2 separate regions of the Mus musculus genome follow, and region 2 is linked to region 1. Evidence: chromatin contacts called from public Hi-C data. All regions are on one chromosome and are shown on one strand. Each heading gives the region's core, a stretch centred on a gene start, on an enhancer-like site or on the middle of the called end of the contact. The rest is flanking DNA. Distances are from core to core; before and after follow the strand shown.

What was found. A called contact is a pair of places that touch in the nucleus more often than the background predicts.
Region 2: a Hi-C map of B cells shows a contact between it and region 1, with 50 read pairs. The contact joins the promoter of Tap2 here to the enhancer-like site in region 1. A contact is called at or near these places in 20 of 39 promoter capture datasets (the 3T3-L1 cell line, 3T3-L1-derived adipocytes, the C10 cell line and 13 more), 1 of 15 datasets of contacts at CTCF or cohesin (embryonic stem cells), 16 of 484 Hi-C or Micro-C datasets (B cells, the HL-1 cell line, LSK cells and 9 more), 13 of 115 datasets of contacts at active chromatin or transcription factors (CD8 T cells, the HPC-7 cell line, the SCID.adh cell line and 7 more) and 5 of 9 other capture datasets (adipose tissue, embryonic stem cells, liver and 2 more).

What each region holds. Positions count from the first base shown.
Region 1 is chr17:34,077,153-34,082,502 of GRCm38.p6, forward strand. No RefSeq gene overlaps it. Among named protein-coding and RNA genes, the nearest start is that of H2-Oa, 13 kb to the right of the region's middle. Within about 2 kb of position 2,614, at least 106 of the 459 cell types and tissues checked have an H3K27ac peak or open chromatin away from gene starts, as enhancers often do. A contact at or near this core is called in B cells and centroblasts, where this site is marked.
Region 2 is chr17:34,200,241-34,205,733 of GRCm38.p6, forward strand. It overlaps Tap2 (transporter 2, ATP-binding cassette, sub-family B (MDR/TAP)), which reads left to right and starts at 4,239. Exons shown (of 12, transcript NM_011530.3): 1 at 4,239-4,383; 2 at 5,047-5,493. The coding sequence starts at 5,055. It overlaps Psmb8 (proteasome (prosome, macropain) subunit, beta type 8 (large multifunctional peptidase 7)), which reads left to right. Exons shown (of 6, transcript NM_010724.2): 4 at 1-30; 5 at 471-675; 6 at 938-1,214. The coding sequence ends at 1,026.

The DNA.
Region 1 (5,350 bases), core at 1,364-3,863:
TTAAGAGCACTTGCTGATCTTACAGAGGACTTGGGTTCAGTTCCTAGCACCCATAGGGTTGCTCACAACCACCTGTAAGTCCAGTTCCAAGGATTCAATACCCTCTTCTGACCTTTGTGGGTCCCAGGAGTACCTATGGTCCACATACGAACATGCAGGCAAAACATTCCTTCACACAAAATAATACAGAACATAATAAATTCCCTTAGAAATAATGTAGAATGCCAGCTCTCATCTGAAATCCCAGGGCTAAGGATGCAGAGGCAGGAGGATTACTGCAAATCTTGGGACAACCTGGTCTAATGGGGTTCGGGAAGGCACTGCTCTGAACCTTAATCACTGAAAATCACCTCAGTGAAGCCCTAGTGGGCTCCCTCGTTCCTAGAAGCACTGGCTGGGTAGTTGTTACAAAAGAGAGGTGGGAGCCTCTGTGGGTCTGTCTCTTCTTACCAGTGATGACGGTTTTCTTGTTTCACTCCCTGAAAATTAGCATTTTAAAGCATATCCTGCCCCTTTTCCAGTCCAACAACCAGTTTCAACATAGCCCGTCCTGATCAGGCAAGCGAATCCGAAGATAAAACGGCAGGTGTTGTTTGTACCACAAGAGGGCGCTCTAGGCCGGTTTATTAATGCGTTTTAAAACTAGAAGCCTGGGGCTGGGAGCAGCTTGGCGAGGGAGGCTTGAAGCCTTGGTTGGGTTCCATTCCCAGCATTGCAGGTAATAAACACATTAAACTATATAATCTATTGTTTCACATAAAAGGATATTAAGCTTTGCTGTGGAGAGCAATTGAGAGGCTGAGGCAGGGGCATTGTGGAGAGCTGGAGGCCAGCCTGGACTCATCTTAAGACAAAGAGGATATTAAAAGTTAAAGGGGCAGGGCGTGGTGGCGCACGCCTTTAATCCCAGCACTTGGGAGGCAGAGGCAGGCGGATTTCTGAGTTCGAGGCCAGCCTGGTCTACAAAGTGAGTTCCAGGACAGCCAGAGCTACGCAGAGAAACCCTGTCTCGAAAAAACCAAAACCAAAACAAAACAAAACAAACAAACAAAAAAAAGTTAAAGGGCCAAGTCTTCTTCGTCGCATAGCTTCTGAGGCCTCAGTATTAACACACTGCTGGGGCTCCCAGTGCATTTGACGTAAGATTAATTAACTTTTCTACCATGTCAGGGGGTGGGGTGGGGGTGGAGCTAAAGCTGGGAGGAGCTAAAGCCAGAGACAGGAGCCCAGCTCCAGACAAATCTGCCCTGGTTACTGTAGCTACAGATGTTGGGAAGCCCTCCTGAGATGGAGGAGCACACAACCTGGGGTGCAGGTGCAGGAAGAGATGACTATGGGGTGTTCTGATGGTTCCCTCTGTCACCATAGTAACCCCAGAACAACTGGCCCATCCTGGTGTGCTCAGGAGGCCCTGCCTGGCTGGGGCGGAGGACAAGGGTTGTGTGGGAAGGCCTTGGGGTTCTGTAGCAGTCAACCCACACTGTGTCTCACTCAGCCCTGTGCCCAGGTCCCGACCCCCTCCCGTGAACATTCTCTCTCTCCCTCTTCCCCACCTGCCTCTCCTTGCCTCCACATATGAATCTTGTCATTTTAATTATTAGTTCTTATTTCTCCTCCCTTGTCAATAGTTCGTGTTTGTACAAGCAAGGAAAACAATTTTGAGACCTTCCTTTGGCAACACTTAATTTTTGTAAGCGGAAGTTATCCATGAAGGAGGCAAAACTGAACTGTGGGGGTCTCCCTCACCTGTTGCGGTCACTCAGTGTCCCAGATACACCGCTAAGCCTGTCCCTGGCGCCATCTGTTTCTGATCCCCTGGACCTTGAAGGTACAGTTCCCACAGCTGAGCTGTCCCTTAGTTGGGTCTCGCAGCCTTCTGTGATCATCAAGGACAAGTTCTTTCTCCCTCCTTGGCAAGTGCACCCAATGTGCAAAAGGTACGGGCTCCTGGCTCACCGTGCATCCGATGTCACCGAAAAAGGCACAAGGCTTCTACCCCACCCTGGGTGAGCAGAAGCCATTCTCTTAAAGCTGAGTCTGTCACGTGACCTGAGTCCCCTCAAGGCTGTGATGGAGAGGTAGAGAAACCCAGGAGGCTGAGCCTTCTGACCGCTCTGTAAACTTTGCCCTGCAAACTTATTCTAGAACTCCAGGCCCGTTGTCCACAGAATGTGGCACGCAGACCCCTTAGCATTTCTGCTGGGTTCACGGTTTCTATATTTCCGGGACTGGGAAAAACTGGCTGAAAAAAAAAAAAAAAAAAAAGCAATGCGGGTATGAGCCTGCTTTTCTAGCTGTGGGAGAAGCCCGACTGTTTCTAGAAGTGTGGTCCTATAAGAGGAAAGTCCTGAGCCAGGCTCTTCAGAGTACCCGCTCTTACCTGGAGTGGCCCCACCTTGGGTCTCTCTGGCTCAGCAACACCATCAAAGCTGCTGTCCAGGGGACCATAGGGACCCATGGGACCATCATGGAGCTGGAAGGGTAGCTGAAGTGAGAAAAGCAAAGGTCAGGGGATGGTGGACTCCTTAAGTTGAACTCCTGAATGAACAGCAGCGCCTATGACTGAAGTTGTCTGCTATGATCCCATTGGACAGAGGCTGAGGAAAAAACCAATGAGGCTTGAGCTTCCTATGAGTCATCAGTTACTGGGCTGATGATGGTAAGAGGACTGACAACCTAGTGATACAGATGAGATGACTGGATAGAAAGGAGGAGGGGTTCGTGGGAGACAGGACCACAGGGCACCATCCAATAGGGAACGGCCTGGCCCACTCCCATTGACTGCCAACAGAGGAAACACTGACTGGATGTCCCGCACTGCTTCCATGATCCCCAGCAACCACATGGCCGCTCACAATCTGTAACTCCAGCTCCAGGGAATCTGATTTTCTCTTCTGGCCTCTGTAGGCACTGCACACATGCACTTATACTTATGCAGGCAAACACTCAATATAAAATAAAAAATAAAGGAATCTAAAAGGACAGCAGCCACAACCATCATTTTACACATCACAGGAACCATCTGTGAAAATAGTTTTGCCTTTTTCTGAGAGACAAAAACATTGAAGCTAAAAAGATTGTTCTAAAGTAGTTCACCTAGTCAGGACTCAAGGTTCGAATTCATCCACAACTCTGAGCACAGACTGACTCTGTACATGTAGACCTTACAGCTGAACCCCGCCCGCCAGGACCCCATCCCGCTCTATGTGGCTGCCTCTATGGAGCTGTGTTTGGGACCTAGCAGAGCACCAGAGCCTGCCTCCCAGGATCTTATGACCTTCCTAGGATCACCATGCCTTCTTCATGCCTTCTTCCCTCAAAACAGAGTGTCTCGATTTGTTGTTGTGAGTCAGATTCCCCAGTGAGCCAAGCAGCTCTTACTACAGGGAGTGCTGTGGACTTTGGATGGCCACAAAGACCACACTTGAGATTATAAGCTGTGATGGTGCTCTGTCTCCTCCTGCTGATATCAGGAAGCACCAAGCACCAAGCACCCATCCAAAGATGCAGAGATGGGAAGGATTAGAATTCACAGCACAGGCTGGTGTGATGGTGCACACCTATAATCCTGGTTGAGGCTTGAGGTTTGGGAGTTCAAGGCAAGCCTCCGACACAAACGCACAATTAAACCAACCAACAAAACTAGGCTTTGTAACAAATACACCTGGCTCTAGTTTCTCTGCTGTTGTGAAAATACCCGAATGAAAAGCAATTTAGGGAGGAAACAGGGTATTTGGTGCACAGGTGCAAGCTATAGGTCCATCATTTCAAAGAAGTCAGGCAGGAACTCAATGGGTCAGCTACACCAATCACATCCTCAGGCAAGAACAAAGAGTAAGCAGTCAGGAGGCAGAACCCGGAAGACCTTCTGTGAGTTCAAGGCCAGCCTGGTCTACATAGTGAGTGAGTCTGGGGAAGCCAGGGGTATACGGTAAGAACTTGCCTCAAAATGAAACAGAACACACAGACAAACAAAAACCAAAGAATAAACACATCCTTAGTTGTTTCCTCTCAGATTGTTTTCTTCTCTTTTTTCGGGGTGGTGGTGATTGTGTTTGTTTGTTTGTTTGTTTGTTTGTTTGTTTTTGGACAGGATCTTATTGCATAGTCCCTGTTGACCTAGAGCTCTCTATGTAGACCAGGCTGGCCTTAGATTGATAGATGATCTGCCTGCCTCCACTTTCTGAGTGCTGGGATTAGAGGTATATGCTGTCTTGCCTGGGCACTTTCTCCATGCCTAAGGAATGGTGCCGCCCACAGTGGACTGGGTCTCCCTACATCAGTTAACAAGTCAATCCCCATAGACATTCACAGAGGCTAACTAGCCTAGACAATCCTCATTAAGGCTCTTGTCCTGAGTGATCTAGATTGTGTCAACTTGATGGGTGAGATTAACCAGTATAACCCATGCCTTGTCAACTTGACATATAAACACATTCCATGAGTGCATATGCATAGCCTTCCACCCTTGTCCTAAAAGTCTATGTTAATATAAAATTTAGTCCAAAGTCTTTAAAAACCCCAATACTTCAAAAGTTCAAACTCTCTTAACTGGTAGGTGCTATAAAATATAAAATATATAAAAAATAAAGTTACATACTAAGCATATTTATTCCCAAAAGGAAAAACTGGAGCATAAAAACAACCACTCCAAAGCAAAACCAAAGTCCAGCAGTACAAACCCAAGTCCCGTAGCATTGTATCTGGAGTTTTAGACTAACTCATAATCTTCTGGGCCCCAAAGGGCTTGAATAGTTCCAGCTTCCAGCTCTGCCATCCACAGCACACACAAGTTTCCTCTTAGGTCAGCTCCACTCTACATCTGGGGCTCTCCTTGGCAGGAGTCACATGGTCCTGGTATTGACAATATCCTAGGGTTCAGTGCAGCTGAGGCTTCATCTTCACTAACGGCCTCTTAGGACCCTGCGCTGCCACGCAACACTTGCTACTTCCATAACTATTTCTCTGTTTCTCTTTTTCTGAAAGAGGGTCTCCCTGTGTAGCCCTGTGCAGCCTGAAACTCTCGATGCAGACCAGGCTGGCCTCAAGTCATAGAGATCTGCCTGCCTCTGCCTCCCGAGTGCTGGCATCTAGATAATTCCTCATTAAGGTTCTCTTCCCAGGTTGTGCTAGGTTATACCAAGTTGATGATTAACACTAACCAGCACATAGCGGGGCGATGATGGCGCACGCCTTTCATCCCAGCATTTGGGAGGCAGAGGAAGATGGATCTCTGTAAGTCTGAGGGTCTGAGGCCAGCCTGGTCTACAGAGTGAGTTGCAGGACAGCCTGAGCTATTACAGATCAACCCTGTCTCAAAATAAATAAATAAATAAATCAACAAACAAAC
Region 2 (5,493 bases), core at 2,989-5,488, 120 kb after region 1:
GGCAGCATGATCTGTGGCTGGGACAAGAAGGTGGGTGGCCTATGTCTGTGAGCCCCCCCCCCCCCCGAGGTGTCTTACCCATTGAACCCTCCCCTCCCCCATGCTTGATCCAGGTTTTGATGTTTACCAAAGTGTGCTGTCTTTTGTTTTTGTTTTTAAAATTCATTTATTTATTTTATGTGAGTACACTCTTGTTGTCTTCAGACACACCAGAAGAGGGCACTGGATCCCGTTACAGATGGTCGTGAACTACCATGTGGTTCAATTCTGGCAGTTGAACTCAGGACCTCTGGAAGAGTAGTCAGGGGTCTTAACCACTGAGCCATCTCTCCAGCTCCCTAAAGTGTGCTGTCTTAACTCAAATATTTCTATGGTGGCATCACTATGTTGCTTGCTCTCCACAAGTCACACTTGCGTCTTGATATGATCAATAAACCAAGTTCAACTCGGGATGGTTTCCCATCTTCTAGGGACCAGGACTTTACTACGTAGATGACAATGGGACTCGGCTCTCGGGACAGATGTTTTCCACTGGCAGCGGGAACACCTATGCCTATGGGGTGATGGACAGTGGTTACCGGCAGGACCTCAGTCCTGAAGAGGCCTACGACCTTGGCCGCAGAGCTATTGCTTATGCTACCCACAGAGACAACTATTCTGGAGGAGTCGTCAACAGTAAGAGACCAATGCGCCCCACAACACCTGGGGAGACCACTGCTCCCCAGCACCTGGGAGGAGGGGGATGTGGGGGGAGCTTAGATTGGGAGCCTCGGGGGAGATGAGTGGAGATGTCAGGTCTGAGAACACTGAAGTTCCAGACAAAGGCTTTCAGTGTGTGTGTGCTTAATGCTCATGAAAGCTGCTTATGCCACACCATTCTGGCAGAGACTTGCCCAAGAAAGGCCTGACGCCATGTTCTTTTCTCAATCGCCCACAGTGTACCACATGAAGGAAGACGGTTGGGTGAAAGTGGAGAGTTCCGATGTCAGTGACCTGCTGTACAAGTACGGAGAGGCCGCTCTGTGATGGCTGCTGGGCAGGCCTCCCCCAGCATTGGTGGCACTGGCTGGCAGACTCAGAGACCTGGGACTACTTCAGTCTTAGGAAAAAGAAGGGCTCAACCTGGGCTGGAGACAAAGCTCTGTTTACCCTCTCGGCCCCCGCACTCACAGATACCTTCTAAGTACAATAAAAGAAAAACGGTTATACATGTCTCTGGGTTGTGGCTGAATGGGGTCAGGCTGTGGGGCCCTTTGGAGGGAGAGCTAGGGCACAAACAGGAAATCAGGCGAGGCTTCCATTGAGAAGGTGTTCGCCAGGTTCTTCCTGGACGCCCTTCCCCTGCATCTCTGGGGAGGACCGTCACCCATCACTTTTCTCTTTGGAGAAGCGTTTTCATTTGGCCCTTCCTGGAGTGTCATGGTCTCGGGACTCCAGTGTGGCCCCTCATGTATGTTTTGGGGAAACTGGGAAGACTTTGTGATGACAATAAGCATGGATGCTCAAGTAACACCTGGGTGACATTGGATAGCGAATGTAAAGTTTGCTGAGGTTCAGTTTCATGTTTCACCCCTGGCTGCAAGGTGCAAGCACAATAGAGAGAGATGAGCAAGACTCTCTGGGGTGGGGGAAGCAGAGGAGAAAGTGAAAGAAAAAATGGAACCCTTGGGTCTTGTGTAAGTGCAGGACTGCTCAGCATAGGAGTGCTCAGGACAGGAGTACTCAGCACAGGAGTGCTCAGAACAGGAGTAATCTGCACAGGAGTGGTCAGGACAGGAGTGCTCAGGGCAGGATTACTCAGCACAGGAGTGCTCAGTGCAGGAGTGCTTGGTGCAGGAGTGCTCAGCTCAGGAGTGTTCAGGACAGGAGTGCTCAGGATAGGAGTGCTCAGGGCAGGAATGCTCAGCACAGGAGTACTCAGCACATGCATGCTCAGGGCAGGAGTACTCAGGACAGGAGTGCTCAGGGCAGGAGTACTCAGTGCAGGAGTGCTCAGTGCAGGAGTACTCAGCACAGGAGTGCTCAGTGCAGGAGTGCTTGGTGCAGGAGTGCTCAACATAGGAGTACACAACACAGGCATGCTCAGGACAGGCATGCTCAGGGTAGGAGTACTCAGGACAGGAGTGCTCAGGGCAGGAGTACTCAGGGCAGAAATGCTCAGCACAGGAGTACTCAGCACAGGAGTGCTCAGGGCAGGAGTACTCAGGACAGGAGTGCTCAGGGCAGGAGTACTCAGTGCAGGAGTGCTCAGTGCAGGAGTACTCAGCACAGGAGTGCTCAGTGCAGGAGTGCTTGGTGCAGGAGTGCTCAACATAGGAGTACACAACACAGGCATGCTCAGGACAGGCATGCTCAGGGTAGGAGTACTCAGGACAGGAGTGCTCAGGGCAGGAGTACTCAGGGCAGAAATGCTCAGCACAGGAGTACTCAGCACAGGAGTGCTCAGGGCAGGAGTACTCAGTGCAGGAGTGCTCAGTGCAGGAGTGCTTGGTGCAGGAGTGCTCAACATAGGAGTACACAACACAGGCATGCTCAGGACAGGCATGCTCAGGGCAGGGGTACTCAGGACAGGAGTGCTCAGGGCAGGATTACTCAGCACAGGAGTGCTCAGTGCAGGAATACTTGGTGCAGGAGTGCTCAGCTCAGGAGTGTTCAGGACAGGAGTGCTCAGGATAGGAGTGCTCAGGTCAGGAATGCTCAGCGCAGGAGTACTCAGCACATGCATGCTCAGGGCAGGAGTACTCAACACAGGCATGCTCAAGACAGGAGTGCTCAGGGCAGGAGTACTCAGGACAAGAGTGCTCAGAGCAGGAGTACTCAGGACAGGAGTGCTCAGGGCAGGAGTGTTCAGGGCACAGCACAGGAGTACTCAGCACAGTGCTCAGTGCAGGCATGCTCAGTGCAGGAGTACTCAGGACAAGAGTACTCAGTACAGAGTGTTTGGTGTAGGAGTGCTGAGTGCAGGAGTGCTCAGTGTAGCAGTGCTCAGTGCAGGAGTGCTCAGGGCAGGAGAGTTCAGCGCATGAGTGCTCCGTGCAGGAGTGGTCAAGAGCCAGGTCAGGGGTTAGAGGACTCTGAGATCCAGACAGCCAGATGGGAGCCTTCTCCACCTGGGGTAGCCCTAAAGTCCAGAGAGATAGGCATAGCCATGTAGGCCTGCTTTAAGGCCACCCCCAGCCCCCCCCCCGCCCTCAACATTTGACCTTCAAGTGACTCATGGGTAGTCACACCAGCATGTCTAAGGGGATTTTTTTTCCTTTATAGGTAGTTTCAGCCCGCAGAGTCATTTCTCCTTGTAGTGCCCTGGTGGTGGGGTGTGGTGATGAGCAGCATGGTTGATTTTCATGTCTGAGAATGGAACCTGGTGCCTCACCATGCTCTGTGAGGGCTCTTCCCTGGAGCCCAGAAGGGTGATTTCCGCAATGAACTGGGCTCTGGGGAGGAGGCCGGGTTCCCTCTTTGATGGTGTTAGCCTACAGCCTACTCTGACTACCTCACAAGCAGCAGGCCCTGGCACTGACCCAGGGCCCTCACTGCAAGTGCGGTGTGCTGCGAAGAAAGTCTGAGGACAAAGGGCCAGAGCCTCTGGGTTCAAAATCTGTGAAAGGGAACCTTTGGCCTGCTGATAGGAGCTGAGGCCTTCTTGTAAGCCCTAGTTTTACCCCAGACCCCAACTCTTGAGCTTACCTGGAAAAACAAACAAGCCCTCAAGCCTCTCTTCTCTTCCACCCTCCGTCCTTCTCTCTCCTCTCTTCCTTTTTCCAAAGGTGGGACACCTGTGTGGTCTGCTGACTGGGAGGGACCTGAAGTCACTCCCTCCTCCATTTTCCTCCCTCCCCTTCCTTCCGTCCACGACCATTCTCTTCCCTCGCCTTTCTCCTTCTCCTATGCTCTTTTCTGCCCTTTACTCCTCCTCCTCTTTCCCCTTCCTCAAACCTACTGGCAGCGAACCCTGGGCTCAGGCAAGTTTTCTCAACATCTGAACTATAGTCCCAGTTTAACCGGCGCTTCTTAAAACATGCTCGGAGGTCGGAGAAATGCAGGGTTTTTTCGTTTTTTTTTTTTGTTTGTTTTGTTTTTTTTTGTTTTTGTTTTTGTTTTTTTTTCCTTTTCAAAGCATCTCAGACCCTCAAGAGTTTTGCTAGTAGCGGCCTTGGAGGGCGAGCCTTTTTGGGAACCTGGGGCGCTCAACCCACCCGCAAATTGACAGGCGCCATCTGCTGGCGGCTGTGCGCAGCACCGCGACCACGGCAGTGAAGTGAAAGCGAAAGCCGCGGGACCCAGGCGCGCTCCCCGCGAGGGCGTCGCTGCGCACCCAGGAGATCCAGTTTGAGAAGAAGCAGATTCCAGAAGCTCTCCTGAGCTGCCGCTCCGCAGCCGCAGGTGAGTTCTTTTGGATAGAACCCGAGAGTTAGCAGGAGTGCGGCCCATTCCCAAACCCTTGGCGTCATCATCCGGTTCCCCACTCCTCGTCCCCTGTCTTGGGTCTTCTGCCGCTTACTCCCTGCCCCGTGTCCTCTGCTCCGTGCCCCTGCCCCACCCAGTGTCCCAGGTCCCCTGTCCCTCACCCCTTGCCCAAGGTCCTCTGCCCCACCCCCTTGCCCTGCGTCCCCGGTCTTCCGTCGGGCGCCGCCGGCCCAGCGCCCCTACTCAGAACCTTCTGTCCCAAGCCATCTAAGGCTACCGAACCCACCCGCATCCCGCCCCTGCACCGGGTCTCCTGGCTCTTAAAGACCCGAGGAATGGGGGCAGTGTGTCTTCTTGGGCTAACACCAACAAACTTCAGGGAGATGGATGTGGTGGCAGCAGACCGCCCCCTCCCCCACCCCCACCCCCGTGCTGTGTGTCTGAGTGTCTGTGTGTCTGTGTGACTGTGTGTGAGAATAATGCAGCCTTCCCAGCTCCGTCAGACAGTCAGTCCTAGGAGAGACTTATCTAGGAGGGGGTCTTTCCGGTGAACAAGAAGCCTCAGGGTGGATTTGGGGCAGGAGGCTCGTAACCAGGGTTGGAACTCCACAGACCTCATTTCTCCCTTTCTTTCCGCAGAACCCACCATGGCGCTGTCCTACCTGAGGCCCTGGGTCTCTCTGCTGCTGGCGGACATGGCTTTACTTGGGTTGCTACAAGGATCTCTGGGAAATCTGCTTCCCCAGGGGCTGCCAGGACTCTGGATAGAGGGCACCCTGCGACTTGGAGTGCTGTGGGGACTGCTAAAAGTGGGAGAGCTGCTGGGACTTGTGGGGACCCTTCTGCCCTTGCTCTGCCTTGCCACTCCCCTGTTTTTCTCGCTAAGAGCTCTGGTGGGAGGCACCGCGAGCACCTCAGTAGTCCGAGTGGCTTCTGCCTCTTGGGGCTGGCTGCTGGCTGGCTATGGGGCTGTTGCGCTGAGCTGGGCCGTGTGGGCTGTGCTGAGCCCGGCTGGAGTCCAGGAGAAGGAACCAGGCCAGGAGAACAGAACACTGATGAAGCGGTTGCTGAAGCTGTCCAGGCCGG